2 separate regions of the Anser cygnoides genome follow, and region 2 is linked to region 1. Evidence: chromatin contacts called from public Hi-C data. All regions are on one chromosome and are shown on one strand. Each heading gives the region's core, a stretch centred on a gene start, on an enhancer-like site or on the middle of the called end of the contact. The rest is flanking DNA. Distances are from core to core; before and after follow the strand shown. Region 1 holds the start of PCSK5 (proprotein convertase subtilisin/kexin type 5). Region 2 overlaps PCSK5 (proprotein convertase subtilisin/kexin type 5).

What was found. Hi-C and Micro-C count contacts between places; a contact is called where the count stands out from the background.
Region 2: a contact with region 1 is called in a Hi-C map of liver, with 3 times the contacts expected there. The contact joins the enhancer-like site here to the promoter of PCSK5 in region 1. A contact is called at or near these places in 2 of 7 Hi-C or Micro-C datasets (both in liver).

What each region holds. Positions count from the first base shown.
Region 1 is chrZ:48,724,797-48,728,243 of Taihu_goose_T2T_genome, forward strand. PCSK5 (proprotein convertase subtilisin/kexin type 5) reads left to right here and starts at 1,918. Exons shown (of 37, transcript XM_066988258.1): 1 at 1,918-2,146. The coding sequence starts at 1,949. It overlaps LOC106044164 (a long non-coding RNA gene), which reads right to left and starts at 1,931. Exons shown (of 3, transcript XR_010827702.1): 1 at 1,782-1,931.
Region 2 is chrZ:48,775,756-48,779,182 of Taihu_goose_T2T_genome, forward strand. All of the region lies in intron 3 of PCSK5 (proprotein convertase subtilisin/kexin type 5), which reads left to right. Among named protein-coding and RNA genes, the nearest start is that of PCSK5, 51 kb to the left of the region's middle. Within about 2 kb of position 1,741, at least 2 of the 3 cell types and tissues checked have open chromatin away from gene starts, as enhancers often do. A contact at or near this core is called in liver, where this site is marked.

The DNA of each region.
Region 1 (3,447 bases), core at 668-3,167:
ATGGGAGGAGGTTTCTTATTCTGGAGGAGGCTCAGGGGTGACCTTCAACAAGGTCTCTCTAGAACTACCTGAAAGGAAGGTGTGAGGAGATGGGGGCTGGCTTCTTCTCACAGTTAATTAGTGATAGGACTAGAGGGAATGGCCTCAAGTTGTGCCAGAGGAAGTTCAGGTTGGAAATTAGGAGACATTTCTTCTCAGAAAGAGTGGTCAGGTATTGGAATGGGTTGCCCAGGCAGGCAGGTGGTGGAGTCAGCATCCCTGGGGGTGTTCAACGAAAGGTTGGACCTGGTGCTTAGGGACATGGTTTAGTGGGTGACATTGGCAGTAGGGTGATGGTTGGACCAGATGATCTTGGTGGTCTTTTCCAACCTCAGTGATTCTATGAAAATGATCTTAAAGCCAGTAACAGTTTAAAGTGGAATGCATGGTATTGGTTGTTTGTCTTTTATTTCTACATTAGGAAAACAACGTTTTTGAAGGTAGGGGCACAAGTCTTCGGGGAGGGGAAAAGGCACACCATGTTACTGCACGATTTTCTGCAAAACATGTAACTTCTCACATTTCAGGACCCGGTGATAAGGAGAACGATGGCTGCCTTTGTAGGACACCTTAGGCTCCTCAGAGAAAACAAAAAACATAAAGACCCACCAATATCTCAAAAGGCTACTAGCACTCCTCGCGTTCAAAACCCTTCACAAACGGCAGCAAGCCCTCACAGCAGGTCTGTCAGCGCCGCGTTTCACTGAGACTCGCTCTAACTTTCCAGCAACAAAGAGAAGACCCGTGGGTGGCTCCGAGCCGCCGCGGCGGCGGCTCCCCGGCTCGGCCCGACAACCCACACAGCCCGGGCCGGTGCAGACGTGGCTTCCTCACACCCCACCCCACCCCACCGGCCTGCGCCACCTTCCCCACCCGCCGCCTCCCCGGGCCCCGTCCCGCCCCAACCCCAAATGGTGCCCGCCGACCAGGGGCGGCGAGCGGACCCCCAGGAGGGACCAGGCGGGAGAGGCAGCTCCGGGGCTGCCCGCGCCCCGCTCCCGCAGCCCCGGGCCCGGCCGTGCGGGGCCGCCCAGGCTCCCCGCTGCCTCTCCTCGCCGCCGGCACCGGCGGGGGCACGGCCGGGGGGGCCCCGCGGCCGCCAGCAGGCGGGAGGCCTCGCCGCAGGCCTCGCACCTCGGCGCGGCCCTGCCGGCGGGGCGGCGGCCGCCCGGCCCGGCCCGGTGGAGCCGATGGGGGAGCCCCCGGGTAGGGGGCGGCGGGGGCTGCGGGCCCCGGGGGGCGGCGGGGCGCGGGGCCGGCGCGGCTGCCATTTCTCCTGGCCCTCGGCGCTGCCGGGCGGGAGCGGGGGCGGGAGAAGGAGGAGGAGGAGGAGGAGGAGGAGGAAAAGGGAGGGAGGGGAGAGGGAGGTGGCCGAGCCGGAGTGAAGTGAGGCGCTCAGCTGCCAACACTCACACACTGCCTGCCGCCGCCGCGCTGCTCCCGGACCCCGGGCAAGAGGGGGGAGAGGAGGGAAGGCGAGGCAAAGCGAGACGCGGGAGAGGAGGCAGAAGACCCTTGGCAGGGGGAGGTCAGAGAGGAGGGAAGCGCGGAGAGGGGGGAAGGAGCCTCCTCCCCGCCGAGAGACGACTTCCCATGTAGCAGGGGACAGAGGGAGAAGGCTGGCGCTCAGAAACTGTGCGAGAAGCTTTCCCAGCAAGTTACTTAATCCCCGAGGAGCAGAGGGAGGAGGGGACAGCAGTAATCACCGTTGCCGCTCATAATCACTATCCCCAGCCCCTCACCATTTGACCCGCGGGCGGTTCAATGCACTATTCCAAGCTCTTCCTAGTTTCCTCCTCGGGGTAACTTCGGAGGACGCGCCGCCGGTGTCGCCGGGAGGCGAGGAGGAGAAGAGCCTCGGAAGAAGGAAGGAGAAGTTTTGTGGGGGTTGCGTGCGGAGGAGGAGAAGATGGGCTGGAAGCGCCGCTGCTGCTGGGGAGGCGGAGGCGGCGGGGACCTTCTCTGCCGGCTCACCCTGGTGCTGGGGTTCCTGCTGCCCGCCTGCAGGACGCGCCTGTACACCAACCACTGGGCTGTGCGGATAGCTGGGGGGCTGCCGGAGGCCAACAGGATAGCTAGCAAATACGGATACGTCAATATAGGACAGGTAACCCTCCTTGCAACTACTTCCGAGCCGGGCGCCGGGCAGGGGCTCGCGGGGTCCGCTGCCGCCCCGCCGCCGGGCCAGGGGACGGGGACGGGGACCGGGAGCGGCGGAGGTGATGCCCGGGGGCAGGTAGGCAGCGGCCGGGCCGGGGGCCGCCAGCGCGGCCGCAGCGCCCCCTCCGCGGCCAGGTGTGGAGCGGGGAGCGGGGCTGCGCCCCGCGGAGCCGGCCGGGGGCGGGCGGGCGGCCGGGGGGCCCTGCCGGGGCTCGGCCGGCCTCCGAGGCGGCGGGGGCTGAACTTAGCACTCCTTGCCGCCCCCCCCCCCCCCCCCCCCCCGGCTTGGGTGGAAAAATAAAAATTAAAAAAAATTAAAAAATATATATGTAATAAAAAATCGGAATCAAAGAGGAGCGCGTCCCGCGGCCAGCGCGCGTGTCCCCGGCGGCCAGGACGTGGCAGCCGCGGCCGCCGCCGGGGGCGTCCCGACCCCGCGGGTGGTTGGAGGCGCGGCGCGGAGAGGTGACAGCGGTGGCCCCGCTGCCCCGGCCGTGCCGCCGCCATCGGGGCCCCCCGCCCGCTGCCCCGCCGCCGGCCCGGCAGCACCTGGGCTCTGCGGAGCCCGCGGGTGCCGGGCTGGGAAGAGACTGGGTCCCGGCACGTCTCCCCGTGAGAAAATTGCTGGGATCCGCTGGGAGGTGCAAGCGGGGAGCAGCCGCTCGTGGTGCGGTCCCAGCCCTGCTGCCGTAGCGAGGCACGGCTGCCGCTCAAAATGTCCCGGGATCGCCTTTTCGGACAGAGGTTGCGGCCGGCAGCCTCGGCTTTCCTGGCCATTAGCCACAGAACAGGATTCGCGTATCGTAGGGCTGAGCGAGTCGAGCGCCTGGAAAATAATTCTGTTTCACGGCTGTGTGCGAACATCCCAGCACAGTCTTTCTAGACAGTAGTTTACGTGAATCGAAAGTTTAGGAGTGAGCATTTACAGGTAGAGAAGGGTTCGTCTTGTATGTGAGATTCACAAAAATGCAGCCGAGTTTACACAGCAGGCCTTTTACTTCAGCCAGATCAAAGTGACACCCGATTTTTGTTTGTGTTGTGAGTCCCCACATACTGTATCCTTGACTCAAAAGTTTGAAGCGTGCATCTCAGCTGTTCCCAGTCATAGCAAGCCTGAATGAAACAGTTGTGCAGCATGTTAAGATAAATAATTTACATAAGAAAAGATCGAAAATGACACCGAGGCAGCACAAAACATGATGTATGAAGATGCGGGTACTTAGGCAGGTTGAGTATCGGCTTCCCTTG
Region 2 (3,427 bases), core at 491-2,990, 51 kb after region 1:
ACTCCTCTCATTTTTATTAAAGAACTGTACTATTGACTCATCTTTTCCCAAGGAAAAGTGGTTCCATCATACTTTTTCTGAGCTATTGGAGATCTCAGGGTTTGAGGCAGTATCTATCCTACATTTCTGTCCTACAGTAGAAATTACTTCATTTATTGCTGCATTGTGTTGATACAGCAGAGGGTTTTTTAAGCAGTTCATTGTCCACCTTGAAAACAGCTTTTATTCAAAATGTAATACTTCTCAGAAGTTCTTTGTGAAAGCTGTATTATTGTGTGTAATTCGATCATAGCAGGACTTTTTTCCAGTTGATTTTAATGAGTGTACTTGTTATCTTCTCTAACACGTGTTTTTTCAGTCTACCTATCCTATAAATATGTGCACAAGGTGACAGACAGATTTCAATAAATGGCAGTAGATTGTAACAGTGTCCTCTCAAATTTCTTTTTTTTTTTTTTTCCTAATTTCAGCTTTTTCAATTAAAACTAGAAAATAGCAGTGATTTAACCTTAGGTAGCCTGCTCTTATTGTTACAAACTTTCAATTCTGTGTTTGAATAGAAAGAAACAAATTTCAAGAAAATAATAGTGAGCAAAAGCCCACCAGTATGTTTTACAGTAGTTTATGTAATTTCTCCTTTGTGTTCTTTGATTTGCATACAAGTTTTTTAGTGTCAACATAGGTTTTTAATGGAATTGAATTAGCTTGTTTCTTTGGTTGGTTGGTTGGTTAGTTTTGTTTCAAATCAGTAATAGGTGCTTATAGCAGTTGCCTGTAATTTTGTTCAGGAAAGTAGCAGTCTCCTGTTAATTAATCAATTGTGTTGCCTACCCATATTGCTTCATGGCTTCCTCACCACTGTCAGCCTATCATGGGAAACCTGTTAGGACAACAAGTGATCTGTACTGCTGGTCATGTACAACTTTCAGAATATTTTCATTTCTTTATCTGAAAAAAAGGTATCCTCATATACAAGCTCTCTGGGGAGGCACTGTCCCTGGCTGATTGCGTTTACCTCTATTGAATAACTCTTGTATTTTTGCAATATCTTTAGTGGTAGTGGTTTGATGCCATTTTGTTGAGAGTGATCAGGAAGTATTAGTGCATACACTATTGCAACAGAGAGAATAGCTAAAAATACGTGAATGAGTTGACTTCAGGACTGACTTGGGTCATTACCAGATATCCTCATATGACTGTATTTGTGATTGTAACCATAGCTACTTTTGTTAATCCTGTTTATCTTTATAAGTTGGGGAAAATAAAGGAATTTGAGGTTAGTTAATGGTTTCAGTCACTGTTATGTCGGAAAGAGGTTATTAGGTTGCTGGCAGCAGACATGTTATTGAGAAAGTAATAAGGTATTATCATGTACAGGTTTGCATTTTGATTAATAAGTAACTTCGTTGTGGTTAAGATTGATACCTTTGGCCGTTGAACTGGTATAATCTCTAACAGAGCTGTAAATGTAGTTCAGATTTGTTGACACAAGACCTTTTATTCAAAGACTTTGTCAAACAAAATCTGATTAATGTTCTTCTCCCCCATCTTCATCTTCACAAGTACCTTGCCTTGTAATTTTAATAGTCCAGACTAGAAATAATACATTTTTGTTTGTGTGAGATCCATGGCAAGAAGTTACAAAGGTGATTCAGGCCTTCTCTCTGTTTTGGGTCATCACAGAGGTTAAAAGTATCTCTCAAGAACTATTCTGTAAACAAATTGAAAGGTATTTTTTATTGCTCTATTTTTCTCCATTTACTCTAAACACATTCCTAGAAAGAGTAGAGAGATTAGAAATATAGATATTTAACACTTTACAGTTCAGTAGAAGCCAAAGCAGACAGAGTTTCCAGAGCCACTCATCACCTAAACAGGTATGCTTGTACTTTTTCATTGCTAGAGGATTATCTATTGAGAAATTACTGTTTCCATTGCTTTCTAATACCCAGGTAAAGACAATTTTCTTATGTCTTCCCTCACTCAAAGCAATGAGAGCTGAAAAAAAAAAAAAAAAAAGTACCTGCTTGATCATGACCTCTGATTTTTGAGACCTCTGTATTTAAAGGGTAAAATAGAACCTTTTTATAGATCAAGTAACACATGAAACTTCACATAAGAGTCACTGTTCAAATACTATTTGAAAATGACCTACAGACTTGGGTCCAGCTTGCTTAGAACTGATAGCAAAGAAATAAGATCAAAGGGAAGGAAGGTCCTTAGTTAACATCCCTTTCCAAATATTGAGTCAGGAGAAAGCTAAGTCTTGCATGACATACCCAGAGATCAGCTATGTATGTACCATCATGTTCTATCTAATAAATTTATTCTCTTTCACTGGTGTTGACAAAGTAGCCTGTTTGTCAATAACTGGATGGACTATATACAATCCGTTTGCATAACTGAAAAAGGTCGAAGTCAACCCTAAAATCCTACTGCTATCTGAAACCGTTTTACTTAACGTGTAATAACAGCAAACAATGTCTTTGGAATGACTAAGAGGACTTTGTGCCTAACCAATTTCACCATTCCTGCCAGTTGGTTTAATGAGTTTCCTCATCTTGCTTGCATGGAGAAATGGTAATAAAAAGTGGAGAAGGTGAAGATAAATATATATTTATGGGAAGATATGGTTAATAAAACTAATTTTTACTCACTTTTAAAGAAATTTACTAGACTTCAATCACAAGACTCTCCTTGCTGACTGTTTCTTTTTCCCTCCTGCTTCAGAAAAGCTTGGTAATGGTCAGGTGAAGCTGGAGTTATATGGACATACAAGAACTGTTTTCTGCAGCTGCAGTCTAGCTCTGCTGGGCCTCTTTGCATAGTTTTGTAAAATAGAATGTAACGAGGAGAATTTAATTTAACCATTGTTTATTTTTTAACAAGCCATTGTTAGACTACAAAGACATGGACTATGTCTTTGCAGTTAGTTCAGACAGGAACAAGTATTTTTCAACATTGATGGAGTTTAATCCTCTCCAGTACTGTTATCATCCCTTCTATTGTTAATAATAACTGCTAATGCTGACAGGATTCTCCAGTTTAGAAAAGAATTTTTCACTTCCTACCAGGTTCTTTCTATTCTGTATGTCCTAGTTACTGCTGGACAGGAATTGAGCGTATTATGGGGTATTTTTGTAGAACTGAAATTTTTTACAGGAAGAGAGATACAATGTTTTGAGATGTGAGGCTGGAGGGAGGTGCACTGTTCTCTAGAGCACATAAGAATAAATATGATAGTTAAAGTTTATAAGCCAATTTTTTTCTTATGACTGGATGCCACTAAAGGCATCCAGATACACTAAATGTGTATCCAGAGGTTACTCCTCATATCTGGAGAAGTCATGGCACTGTCAGAGAGAACCAGTGCAAACCTGGAAAGCCAATTGCAGTAAATCACAGGGGTAAGATTGTATTCCTCTGA